Regions from separate parts of the Mus musculus genome. Here region 2 is linked to region 1. A link is a contact called in public HiCAR-type data. All regions are on one chromosome and are shown on one strand. The core of a region is the stretch at or near the end of the contact, and the rest is flanking DNA. Distances in the headings are between cores, read along the strand shown. Region 1 holds the start of Gmppb (GDP-mannose pyrophosphorylase B). Region 2 holds the start of Wdr6 (WD repeat domain 6).

Region 1 (6,604 bases), core at 1,887-4,386:
TCCTCAATAGCAAATTCCCTGCCTGGGAGTATTCAAGAGGCACTGAGTTCTCAGACGACAGGGGCCCTGATGCTACCTACTACTGATGCAGATACAGATTATATCAGCGCTGAGGAGCTGGCCCAGGTGGAACAGATGCTGGCTCACCTGACCGCTGCATCTGCCCAGGCGGCCGCCGCCTCCCTGGTGAGTGTGGCATAACAGAGGCCGTTTTACTAATCTGTAAACACCAGGACAGGGGTAAGGATCCCAGCCCAACTCCTCCACTCTGCCCTGTAGCCCACCAATGAAGAGGACCTCTGCCCAATCTGCTACGCCCACCCCATCTCTGCTGTGTTCCAGCCTTGTGGTCACAAATCCTGCAAGTAAGTGGGCCCCATGGACTTGGGGAGGCAAATTAGGACGCACGAGGTAGCACTCCTTCCCTCCCCTCTTGTAGAGCCTGCATCAACCAGCACCTGATGAACAACAAGGACTGCTTCTTCTGCAAAGCCACCATTGTATCTGTAGAGGACTGGGACAAGGCAGCCAACACAAGCGCCATGTCCTCAGCTGCCTAGGCCATCCTGGAAGCTCCGCCATCAGCCGCAGACCGGGCCCTGTTTACCCATCACCCTCACTCTTACCACTTCCACCCACCCATCTGCCTGTGTGTAGCCTCGCTGGTGGGAGCCTGAGCTTGACTTCCAGTCCAGGCTACAGTGAGCATTAAATTATTATTCCAAACAGCCCTGGGCCCGCTCTTCTTGAGGGAGTGGGGGCTTGTGGGTTACACCCAGCAGGGTCCTGTCCATGTCTGTCCCCACCAGAAGGCAGAAGTCCGACAGCTTCAGAGTCATCCACTCCTCCCTAGACAAATGGCACCAAGTCCAGGGCCTCGTGAAGCATTGAGTCCTACCCTGCTGATGGCAAAGTGGATGCTTGGCCAGCCCTCCATATCCTTCACATGATAATACGAGGTTCTGGTACTGACTCCCCGATAGACTTGTGGGGCAGCACGCTGGCTCCATTGAGGTACAGTTCATCATTAACTATGACATCTTCACCCAGCACTGTTACATTCTCCATGCGCACCTGGAGGTGGGGGATAAGCCTTGTTAATGGGGCACACATATTCCCCTGCTCCTGTGCCTGCCCAGCCCAGCTCATAGACTTACCCATTGGCCCACACGGCAGCGCCAGCCCACGATGCATGACTCAAGCCAGGAATGGGAGCGGATGTGAGCATCACGAAGCACTGTGCATCGCCGGATGCACACACCATCCTCCACCACCACACCAGGACCCAGGCTTACATTGGGGCCAATGCTGCAGTTCTGACCGATACGGGCACTTGGGTCCTGAGAGTGTTGAGGAAAGCAAGAGTGGGTCATTTGTCTCCCAAATCTGAAAAGATTAGCGACAGGCTGGACAAGGGCCTCACCACAAGTACATTCCCCACAATGCCAGGGCCTGAGTACAGTCTCTCTGGATGCTTCTGTCTCAGCGATTGTAGGAAGAGGCACATGCCAGTGAGGAAATCCTTGGGCTGTCCAATGTCCATCCAGAAGCCTGTACAGAGAGATGGGTCAGAGGGCTCTGCCTAGCCACACACTGACTACCCCACACCCTATGGCCTCTACCTCACCCTGCAGCTCCATGGCATATAGCTGCCCCTCCTTGGCCATAACTGGGAAGATCTCCTTCTCAATGGATGTAGGCTTCAGCTGTGGAAGTGGGCAATTTGTGAGCAGGCCACACAGCAGAGGCCTGCTCCACCCCAGCCCGCCCAGCAGTTCTCTCCTACACACCTGGATGCGCTGCAGCACAGCAGGGCTCAGGATGTACATGCCTGCGTTGATCTTATTGGACACAAACACCTGTGGCTTCTCAACAAAACGGTGGATGCGGCCTGTGTCAGCCTCACATACCACCACACCATACTTGGAAGGCTCTTCCACCTTGGTAACCTGAATATAGAGGTGGAGGGTACCTTAGGCCTAGTCCAGTTTTCTTTACTCTTGATAAATATGCCTATCCCACATCTCAAAGGCTCTCCCCCAAAGACATTCTGCATAGCTTTGTAGCAAAACAGAGTTTAAGACCAGGGGTCAGGAAAGACTCCATGTGAGGGTGGGAATGTCAGAGGAAATCTTCTCTTACCAAGATGGAGCCCTCTTGGCCATGGTGCCGATGAAACTGCACCATGGCTTGGAAGGGGAAATCACATATCACATCACTGTTGAGAACGAAGAAAGGGTCGGCAGTCTCAGATAGTAGGTCTCGGGCCAACGCCAGAGGCCCAGCTAGAGAAGGGGACAAGTCATAAGTTACCACCTTGCTAGGGGCCTAGGTCCAGACTCCAGAGGCCCCACCCATCCGCCCAGATTGGATACCTCTTTGCTGGCCCTAAAGTTTGCCCAAGGGCCTTCCTTATACTGACCTGTCCCCAAAGGCTCCTCTTCATGAGACATAGAGATTCGGATTCCAAGCTGGAAAGAAGAAGCCATCTGGTTATGTTCCTCCTCCAATGGTAAGAGCCCCAGGGACCTAAAGAAAGGGCTAAGTCCATGCCTCACCCTTTGCTCTTGTGCCTTCATTTCCTTCTCCAACATCTGTGACATGTAGCTCACTGCCAGGATCACGTGGTCCACACCTGCCTGTCAGACACAATAAGGTGTGCTAGTTGACTGGCTCAGTCACAAGGTATGACCACCCCTGGCCTCCCAGTCACTATCCATCCCTCTTCCCGCCATAACAGACCCACGGCCTTACCGCAGCAAGCGCCTCCACTTGATGCAGCAAGATGGGCTTATTGCAGAAGTCCACCAATGGCTTCGGAGTGCTCAACGTCAGCGGCCGCAACCGTGTCCCATACCCTCCCACCAAGATCAGTGCCTTCATGGCGTCTGCAGATGTTAGAAGTGGATCTATCGGTCCAAAGTACTTACAGGCCGCCTGACCGACCCCTGCCGCGCACTCCCAACGCCGTGCCCTGACCTGCACGTTTCACCAACTAGACTGACCAACTCTGGTGTCACCTCGCCCCCCTGCTCTACCCTGATGTGGGGTCCAGGATCAGCCAGAACAGAAGACGAGGAACTGGTTGGAGACCGGCTGGTCCGGAGTTCCGGCCGGAGGCGGCGCAGCCAGTGACGTAACAGGGAGAGCCAATCTACGTGGCAGGGCCGCCCGCAGCCGAGCGTCAGACTTTACGCTGCGGCGGACGTAGCCAATTAGATTTCCAACGCCCTGGGCTGCCATGGGGACCCGGAGAACTCGCGAGTCAGATGCCCATTGGCGGATCTAAAGGCGGAACCGAAAGAGGAGGCTTAGCTTCCTATCGGAACCCAGTCCGCCACGCGGCAGCTGCCATCTGCCCCGCCCCGCCCCGCCCCGCCCCGCCGACGCCGCCTACCCCCCCAAAGGCCACTCCAGGTTCGCCCTGATGACCCCGCCCCTCAACACTTGCTCTGACCCCTATATCCAACCCCTCCCGTGCTGCCTCCCCCGACCCCCCACCCCCAGTGTCAGCACTGTCCCGCTGCACCTGTCCCGACCCAGCTCAGCCCGATCCCTAGACTAGCCATGTCGGCCCAACCGGAGGCGATGAAGTTTTCACACAGACTTGGACAGAGTTCAGTTTCTAGAGGCTTTATTTTGACGTATACGACCAGACACAAGCGGGCGGATAGCGCTGGGTGTACAGAAAAGGGCCGGCTTGGGCCAAGCACTCCTCTCCACCACACAGAAGACCTGGGGAAAATGCAAGCGCGCCTAAGCGCCAGTGGAGCCACGTATGCATCCAGGCGCAGGTCTTAGGGTGTGTAGCTTCCAGGAAAGAGGAGCAGATAACAATTTCCAGAATTCCAAGTCTTACATTTCCTCCACAGAAGCAAAGGAAATTTCCCCAGGTTCTCCTTTTTCCTCGTTAAAATGTAGTTTTTAAAATGAGCACACACACACAACCAACTTATATAGCTGTAAAGTTCAAAGCAGTTTGCATCTAGGGAACGTGCACGTGGCCAGATGTGAGCGAATGAGCAGCGGATACTGAACGGATACTGTCCGAGCCCAGGTCCCTTGCCCCTAGGAGAGAATGAATCCCCACACCACTGCACGGCCCACAGCTGAGAGGGGTAGAATCCCAGGCAAGGACATTGCTCTACTGGTCCCTTCCTCTTCCAGCAGCACCCATCCCATTTCACTCCCACCCATCTCCCCGGGCTGGTATGGGCTTGGCCCGGGAAATACAATGGAAAGGGGTAATGTGAGCTCCCAACCCATGATCCCTAGTTGCACTTTGGTCCCAAATTGATGATTGGGAAGGCAGGACCTGTCAGGAAAAAGACAGGGCTCTAGCCTGGGACAGGCAGAAGAGCAGTGGTAAAAGTGTTCGCACACACTTGCCACCACCTATCAGATAACAGAGCTGGGCCTCCAGATATCAAAAGTGCTGAAAAGTGAGGCCCTGCCCTTGAGCAGCGGCAAATCCCAGCCTTTCCTCGCTTGCAGTGGCAGGAGCAGTGCCTACCAACTCCCTTGCTACTTGAGAAGCAGCAGAATGGGGGCAGCACCTCCCAAAATCTGGTAAATCGGAAGTACAGCACATTCCTAGGAGGTCTCTGCTGGCCCCAAACTCCTCTCTTGACCTCTATCCTGCCAAAGAAAAGGTGTCCACGCTAATTAACACTTGCTGCCTGCATGGCACAAGCAACACTACTACTGGACAGAAGACAGGTGTTAGTAAGCAGAGATGGGCCAAGCCGTGCCTCCCGGCCCTAAGGAATGGGAACCTGCCCACCAATGGCACCAGGGTCAGAAGACTGACTTGGATCCGTCACAGAACCCTTTTCAGAGGCTGCATCTCTAAGAACCTGGAAATTATGCCATTCGTTAACAGTTTCTCTCAAAGGTTGGCAGGATTACCTTCAAATGCCAAAACAGAGACATGTTAGAAGTGATAGACTTGGAGACTGTTGCTCACCTTGGCAATGATTGGTGTAGTGTAACCTGTCGGACACTATGTTACAGGCAGCAGCAGGTCTCTACCATGAAAGGACTGGTAGCAGAAATAAAAGCAATAGGTCAGGGTCAACCCTGAGCCTTCATTACCCACCGTTGGTGCTGAAGGCCATACCCCAGGCCCACAAGAAGGCCACTGGGCTAGCAGGTAAACACCACTATGAATCATTTGGCCACCAGGTTTGTAACAGCAGAACCTGCTGAGGAGGGGCACAGGAGCAGACTCACCTCAGAAAAGGAAAGGAGAAGACTGCTGGGGGAAGCATGAAGGAAATCAATATATACTAACCAACAAGGCTATACTCCAGAAAGCTCACCATGAGACAGGGGCTAGCAGGTGGACAAATGGACTTACTGACAAACCCCAGGATTAATCAAAGCTCTCAGCAGACGCTGGGCACCTGTGCCCAGGGCCCTATGTCCCTAAAAGCAAACAAGTTTAAAGTTCTCCCTCCAGGCCTAGAGCCTGGAGCACCACATACAGGGCTGCTGCCTTGAGCTTGGCCTGGAGAAGACAAGACCCTGAGCGGACCACGGTTCCTGAGCCCTGGGAGCAGCAGCCCACCCACAAGCAGCACAGCTGCCCCAGGTGAGGAAGGGATGCCACCCAGAGCCCAGAACTGCAAATACTGTCTGGGCCAGAGCCACTAAAGTCCCGCCCTTAGGCCTCCTGGGACACTGGCTCTCCTCAGCAAACAGCTGTGCCCATCTTAGTGGGATAGGAGGCTATGAGGCCTCCTTAGGTCAGGGATCCCAGCAAGAGGCTGGCTCGAGTTGTGGAGAGAGGAACAGGGTTACATGCCAGTGGGTGCCTAGGGAGCCCAGGGCCTGCCCTCTGCTGAGTTGGCCTTAGCTCAGTTTCACCGATCTAGCCCCATGCCAAAATCAGACCCAAGGGTGAGTCCGTCTGTGCAGCTAGCCCTCTAATGCCCTGAGGCATCTGTTACAGCACTGGCACGAAACTAAGATGGCCCTCAGGACGTGGGCACTTAACCTTCCCCAGTTCTGGGAAATAAGGGATGATTGGGCATGGAGACCGTGTGCCAGCCGAGGGCTTCACCTCACCATCAGCAGAGCCCCACAGCCACAGATCCCAAACGCCTTAGGCAAGGGAGACCAAAGTTCAAGGCATTCATTCTCTTTGCTGTCAAGCCCACTGGGGCCACCTCTTCCTTCCTGAGACAGCCTGGACACAGCAGTCACAGCCACAGAGCTAAGGAGCCTGGCTGAGAGGACAAATGTTCTGCCCTCCTCTACTTTATATATATGGATTCCAGGCTACAGCTAAAAACATTTCTTTTAGTTTACACCAAAGAGAAATATAACCCTTTAAAAGCAAGTCTGTGTGTCCTCACAGCAAGTTCAGAGCAATGGTCCCTGCCTGTGGGTGGAGAGGAGGGGGGTCCTAGGCCCAGCACAGGGCCTACTGGTTCTCATCCCGCATCTGCTCCATGATGCTGATAAGATTCTCCAAGCCAAACACATAGCCTCTGTCTGGCCCATCGTGAACAGTGGGGTCATCCCGGAAGCCCTTGAATGTGCTGTGTGCAAAGTCAATCATGCGAACATCCACCTTGGGCGGAGAAGAGGGGCCAGCCTC
Region 2 (6,604 bases), core at 2,242-4,741, 530 kb before region 1:
AAACTTCTCTGGGTCTTCCCTCAGGGCCCGATGTGACAGAAACCAGGTTCATCTGACCCGAGTCCAGGTGGGGACACATGGCCCCCCAGTGCCTGAGGCCAGGGGCTGCCGCTACCTTTGGGGTAGGTAGGGAGGTGCCGCCTGCCACTGTGCTTCTCCACATTGGCCTGGCAGGCACTGATGAGGGTGCTCTGCGCAGGCGTGCTGAGTCTGCAGGAATTTTCCAACATGGACCTCCGAGACTTCCACAAGTACATGAGGAGCCATAAGGCAGAATCCAATGAGCTGGTGAGGAACAGCCACCACACATGGCTCCACCAGGGAGAGGGAGCACATCACGTCATGCGTGCCATCCGCCAGAGGTGAGCACCGCAATCATCCTCCCTGGGGCAGGGTGGCCACACAAGTTCTTTGCCAGAGCCAAAGGGACAGAACTGATGGGGAACTCTGAAGAACAGGCAGCTATTGAATGCACATTAGCCTGACTGTGGGCAAACAAACTGTCTTAGAAATAAATCAAGCCTGGCATGGTGCCACATGCCTTTAATCCCAGCACTCAGGAGGCAGAGGCAAGTGGATGTCTATGAGTTCGAGGCCAGCCTGGTCTACAAAGCAAGTCCAGGACAGCCAGAGCTACAGAGAGAAAACCTGTCTTGAAAAAAAAAAAAAAACAATCAAATATTTATTTTCTGTTAATTAGGAAAATGAGAACTTATTTCTGATCAGAGAATCCCTGTCCCTTGAACAGATAGCGTCATAAGCCAGGCTAAGACCGCATGCCCGTCATCCTGCAGTCCGTAGCTAAGGCCTGGACTTGGGAGTGAAACTGTCTCAGAAACCCTGGAAAGATGAGGAAAGGACGTGGCTTGGTTGGTCAAGAGCTTGCCTAGCCTGTGATCACACACTGCAGAAAACCAGGCCTTGCTGCGCACAGCCCCAATCCCAGAACTTGGGAGGCAGAGACGGAAGCATCAGGAGTTTAAGATTGGCCTAGGCTACAGAGTTCCAGGCCGACACGGGGCTGCATCAGATCCTATCTAAATAATAACAGAAAGAAAACAAAAAATAAAAACAGAGGCTGGCGTGCTAGGATCAAATCTAAGACCTTGTACATGTTAGGCAAGCCCATGACGATTAAATCATTACATGACAGCCTTCCTGCTCTTAGAAATCAAGTCCAGCGTGGCTCGTGGGACTTCCAGGGGAGGTGAGCAGGGGTGAAGCTTGTGGCTGGCCCAGGATGCACCTTGGTCAGCTCCTTCAGGTGGCCATCCTGCTGAAATACCTGCTGCCTACCAGGGTCCTGCGCCTCACTCGCCTCTCCCCGGAGATTGTGGAGTTCAGTGAGCCACTACAGGTTGTACGATATGGTGAGGGAGGTCACTACCATGCCCATGTGGACAGCGGACCCGTGTACCCAGAGACCATCTGCTCCCATACCAAGCTGGTAGCCAATGAATCTGTACCGTTTGAGACCTCCTGTCGGCAAGTACCTCCCATGGGGGGGGGGGGGTAGGGAGGTGGGGCTTCAGTTCCCAGACTGGGTACCTTGAGGACATGTATTACCTGCTATTGGACCAAGGATACACTGGGCCATTTGGTCAGCCATACCCCTACCTTTCCCCCAAGTCTCTTCTTCACTCTTTATGGAGTAACTGGAAAGTGGTAGCTCCTGGCCACTGTATCTATTCAAATGAAAACAGATCTAGATATCTACAGATACTGGAAATTGGCCCTGTAAGCACTGGTCTTGACTCCATTGTTGGAGGTCCCTGCCTCAGTTTCTACAGTTGTACCCTCCTGCCTGCACAAAGTTAGGTTTTCTTGTGGCTTTCTGGCTCAGTCCTCCCAGTTGCAAGGAGACTTTACATGATATTCCTGCTTCTATCAGCTTACTTTCCCCAGCCAGATCTTTGGTTTAAGGTCACAAACTTACCTAAGTGCACCTGCGATCTTGGCCACACAAGGAGAGTGACTCTGTGGGGAAGAGGGCTGGAGATGTCTTAGCTATCCTAGCCTGACCCTGTGGGCCCTGGGTATCCTGCCCACAAGTGGGAATGTTGGGGATCTACTCAGCAGCCTCCCCCTGCCTTACAGCTACATGACAGTGCTGTTTTATTTGAACAATGTCACCGGTGGGGGTGAGACCGTCTTCCCTGTGGCAGACAACAGGACCTATGATGAAATGGTAAGGGCCAGTGAGCTGTTATTACTCTTGGGCTGGTAGGGCCTTGGGCAAGTGTGTACACACCCTTCCAGAGCTGGGACGAGGGCACATCTGCCTGTTTTCCCTCCAGCCAACCTTGGCTGCCTGGTCCTGCAATGGCAGGCAGTCCACAAACAGCCTCACCTTGTTGCCTACAGAGTCTGATTCAGGATGATGTCGATCTCCGGGACACTCGAAGGCACTGTGACAAGGGCAACCTTCGTGTCAAGCCCCAGCAAGGAACTGCAGTCTTTTGGTACAACTACCTTCCTGATGGGCAAGGTGAGGGCTTTACTCATGGCCAGGTCTTGGGCTTCTCTGAGGGAACTCATCTCTCCCTCCTGCTCTCCTGGAGGACTGTTCCTGTCTTCCATAGCCAGGGATTTCAAAGCACAGTAGCACTAGTACAGTATCTTCGGTTATCTCCGCCCACCGTCCTTGCGCACCAGCCTTCCTGCTGTCTGGGGCAGGGAAACTTCTCTCCACAACCCAGGCTGGGAAGAGCTATAGCCAAGCTCAGAAGCAAGGAAGCTTGGTTAATTTTAAGGGCCAGTATGTTGACCATGCCTTAGTGGGTGAGACGCCAAGTCCTTCCATGGGGATTAGATGTGTGCACAGCTCAGGCTGAGCCAATCTAGGGTTTTCCCCTCCCTAACTTGTCCTTTGTTCATGTCACCTTCTTACCCCAGGCTGGGTGGGTGAAGTGGACGACTACTCGTTGCATGGGGGCTGCCTGGTCACCCGCGGCACCAAGTGGATCGCTAACAACTGGATCAATGTGGACCCTAGCCGGGCACGGCAAGCCTTGTTCCAGCAGGAGATGGCTCGTCTGGCTCGGGAAGGTGGCATGGACTCACAACCCGAGTGGGCCTTGGACCGAGCCTACAGTGATGCCCGTGTGGAGCTCTGACGCAAGGCCCTGATGCGAATCACCCGCTGCCCAACGTCAAAGACCCTGCAGGTCCTCTGTCCTACTGCAGACTGAAGTTCTGGCCGACCTCTTGCCCTAGCCCTCCCTGCCTGCAGCCGCGATCAAAGGCGCAGTTCCTACATTCACGTTATTTATTGGTGTACAGCCTCCATGCTGCTCCGTTAAATAAAACTACAGGGCTTCCAGCCAGGGGCCGGCGAGCTAAGCGCCCGCTTGGGGGAGGGGAGGCCCACCGCCCCTCCCGGCTAGTCTCATGTGTGTGTGTGTGGGGGGGTGACTCTGATCCGGCCAATCAGGAGCGGGATCGCGTGGGGGACAGGGTCGTCATTGGACGTCCGCAGCCCAGCGCCAGGGCTTTGCTACCTGTAGCTAAGGGCTTCGGAGCTCTGCAGCGCGGCTCTCCAGACGGCTGGTTCTCGCGAGAACGCAGCTCTCTTCTTGTCCGTGGCAGCCACAGCAGCTCCAGGAACGTCATGGACGCTTTCGGGGACTATGTCTGGCCGCGGGCGACTTCCGAGCTCATACTCCTCCCGGTTACGGGTCTGGAGTGTGTTGGGGACAGGCTGCTGGCGGGTGAGGCTTGGTCGGCTCTAGTCGTGCTAGCGGGCGAAGAACTAGCCTCTCCCTGGGTGGTCGCACCGGACAAAGGGATGCCCTGGGGAGGAGGATGGGCAGCGGGCTGGGGACTGGCGAGGGGTGGGAGTGGGGGGAATAAGGCAGGTTCGGAGGTGGCGGGAAACACAGGCCGGCGGAGGAGGGCGGGGCTCGAGAGACAGTGGCAGCTCTTCATAAATTGCAGCCAGCTTGGAAAGGGTGGACAGAGACGCTTGAAGGTGTGGGGGACGCAGTCGTTCCATGTTGGGGGAGGGACGTTGCACCCTCAGGTGAACGCAAATGATCAAAACCCCTGGAGAGGAAGAAAAAAAAAAAAAGGGCAGCCTCAGGGGGTGTGGCGGGAGTGTGGCTTCTGGAGAGGGTTGAAGCTCCGCCCCCAAAGATGAGGGGGCCAAAAAATTGCTTTCTGAGTAGAGCAGTATCCAGAGAGGCTGGGGCTTAGGTTCCTCTGGAGAACCAACTGGGGGGTCTGAGCCAACTGGGTTAGTAATCACATGTCTCAGTGTCTGGTGGTAAAGGTCTGAGATGGCTCTGAGGTGCCAAGTGTCCTGGAAGCAGTAGGGCCTGATGCGAAGCCATCCTTTGGTGATGGTGGTGTTGGGTTTTACAAGGACCCTTGGCACTGACAATTAGGCCTTGGGTCAGCCATTATTAGCCTCAGCAGGGCTGCGTGTTTGTCTTGTGGTGAGGGTATATTCTAGAGTTGATGTGTGTGTGTGCGTGTGCGTGCGTGTGTGTGCAAGTGCAAACATTGGGTTGCTCCAGTGAGCTAAACTCTCTGGAGGTGGGACCGGCAAACTTCAGGAAATGAAATCCGTAGAATTTTGAAGAAAGAGACATTAAGAGAGGAGTAAGGTAATGAGGAATCCTGACGAGTCCGAGGAGGAGGAGATCGTGGGAAACAAACGGCTGCAAGATGACCAAAAGGGAGCTGAGAGTCCCATTCTAGAAAACGTCTGTGGGTTCTATACACATGTATGGGGGTGTAAGAGATTCCCCGGGAAGTATGTGGATTTGTATAGAGGGAGGCCCTGGACAAGCCCCTCTTGAGCACAAGTTAGGAATGTTCCTAACTCAGAAGACGCTAGCTTTGATTCTGCTGTGTTAAATGCTGTCCAGGTTCTTAATACCTGCACCTCATCTCTCCTCCCAAGCCTTGTTGCTTTTAAGTCTCAGTCGCATACAAAGGACGATCTCACAGCTGTCCAGGGGTGGGGCCAGAATGCAAGCCTCACCCCTGCCTGCCAAAGTGTGGGCAGCTTCAGCACGCATGCACACACACAAACACACACACACACACACACACACACACACACACAAAACCACATACCTACCCACCCCATCGCCTCTGTTGAGCCTCAGGGATTAGACTGATGAAGGATGCTGATGGCTAAAGGGTGCAAAGGTCGACACAGCCTTTTCCCTAAGGGAGGGAGAATCTGGAAAATGCATGCAGAGGCAGGTGGAGCTGAGAGTTTGGGCTAGAGCAGAGCAAGGGCTTTCCATCTGAAGTGTAAGGATGGTGTGCACCAGAGGAAATCCTAGTGACTGTCATTAAGGGTGATGGATAGCCAGGCATGACAGCATACTGCCACAGTCCCAGCAGATTCGAGGTTGAGGCAAGAGGATCTTGAATTCAAGGCCAACCTGGGCTCTCTGAGAGAACCTTACCACAAAAACGAGTGACTGACAGGAGTGTGCCTTTGCAGTTGAGGTCCGGCTGAAGTGGAGGCACGGGTTTGGTAGGATGCTGTGTCCTGGTATATTCTGAGTCTGTATGCTAAGGAGTGGCCTGCTCCACTCATGCGTCCTAGGATCAGGTGCGTGCGTGCGTGTGTGGTGCTGATGTGGCTCTTTACCTCTGTCTAGGCGAGGGGCCTGATTTACTGGTGTACAACTTGGACCTTGGTGGGCATCTCCGAATGGTGAAGAGAGTCCAGAACCTGCTTGGTCACTTTCTCATCCATGGGTTCCGAGTGCGACCAGAGCCTAAAGGAGACCTGGACTCTGAGGCCATGATAGCTGTGTTTGGGAGCAAGGGCCTCAAAGTTGTGAAAGTCAGCTGGGGTCAAAGCCATCTTCGGGAGCTCTGGCGCTCTGGCCTGTGGAACATGTCCGACTGGATCTGGGATGTCCGCTGGATCGAGGGTAACGTAGCCGTGGCCTTGGGCCACAACTCGGTGGTACTGTATGACCCAGTGATAGGGTGCATGCTGCAGGACGTCCCCTGCACAGACAGGTGTACCCTGTCCTCAGCCTGCCTGGTTGGTGACACCTGGAAGGAACTGACCATCGTGGCTGGCGCGGTTTCCAATGAGCTCCTGATCTGGTACCCAGCCACTGCTTTAACAGACAACAAACCCGTGGCCCCTGACCGGCGGGTTAGTGGCCATGTGGGTGTCATCTTTAGCATGTCATACCTGGAAAGCAAGGGCCTGCTGGCAACTGCTTCAGAAGACCGAAGTGTTCGTCTCTGGAAGGTGGGGGACCTCCGGGTGCCTGGGGGTCGGGTTCAGAATATTGGCCACTGCTTTGGGCACAGTGCCCGAGTGTGGCAGGTGAAGCTCTTAGAGAACTATCTCATCAGTGCAGGAGAAGACTGTGTCTGCTTGGTGTGGAGCCACGAAGGCGAGATCCTTCAAGCCTTTCGGGGCCACCGGGGCCGAGGTATCCGGGCCATAGCCACTCACGAGAGGCAGGCCTGGGTGGTCACTGGGGGAGACGACTCAGGCATTCGACTCTGGCACCTGGCAGGCCGAGGGTACCCAGGCTTGGGCGTCTCATCCCTGTCCTTCAAATCTCCTAGCCGGCCAGGTGCCCTCAAGGCTGTGACTCTGGCTGGTTCCTGGCGA

Evidence for each region. HiCAR-type assays count read pairs that join an accessible place to other places.
Region 2: a HiCAR-type map of kidney shows a contact between it and region 1, with 2.8 times the contacts expected there. The contact joins the promoter of Wdr6 here to the promoter of Gmppb in region 1. A contact is called at or near these places in 1 of 39 promoter capture datasets (neural stem cells), 1 of 484 Hi-C or Micro-C datasets (embryonic stem cells), 2 of 115 datasets of contacts at active chromatin or transcription factors (bone marrow-derived macrophages and kidney) and 2 of 9 other capture datasets (liver and pancreatic islet).

The regions. Positions count from the first base shown.
Region 1 is chr9:108,045,796-108,052,399 of GRCm38.p6, reverse strand. Gmppb (GDP-mannose pyrophosphorylase B) reads right to left here and starts at 3,136. Exons shown (of 9, transcript NM_177910.4): 1 at 2,755-3,136; 2 at 2,559-2,639; 3 at 2,423-2,471; 4 at 2,143-2,285; 5 at 1,791-1,949; 6 at 1,628-1,706; 7 at 1,424-1,551; 8 at 1,158-1,340; 9 at 480-1,074. The coding sequence starts at 2,883. The coding sequence ends at 943. Ip6k1 (inositol hexaphosphate kinase 1) reads right to left here. Exons shown (of 6, transcript NM_013785.2): 6 at 3,618-6,604. The coding sequence ends at 6,428. It overlaps Rnf123 (ring finger protein 123), which reads left to right. Exons shown (of 39, transcript NM_032543.2): 37 at 92-186; 38 at 280-365; 39 at 440-728. The coding sequence ends at 560.
Region 2 is chr9:108,575,600-108,582,203 of GRCm38.p6, reverse strand. Wdr6 (WD repeat domain 6) reads left to right here and starts at 3,491. Exons shown (of 6, transcript NM_031392.3): 1 at 3,491-3,710; 2 at 5,622-6,604. The coding sequence starts at 3,611. P4htm (prolyl 4-hydroxylase, transmembrane (endoplasmic reticulum)) reads left to right here. Exons shown (of 9, transcript NM_028944.4): 5 at 200-362; 6 at 1,300-1,485; 7 at 2,098-2,188; 8 at 2,365-2,488; 9 at 2,896-3,342. The coding sequence ends at 3,116.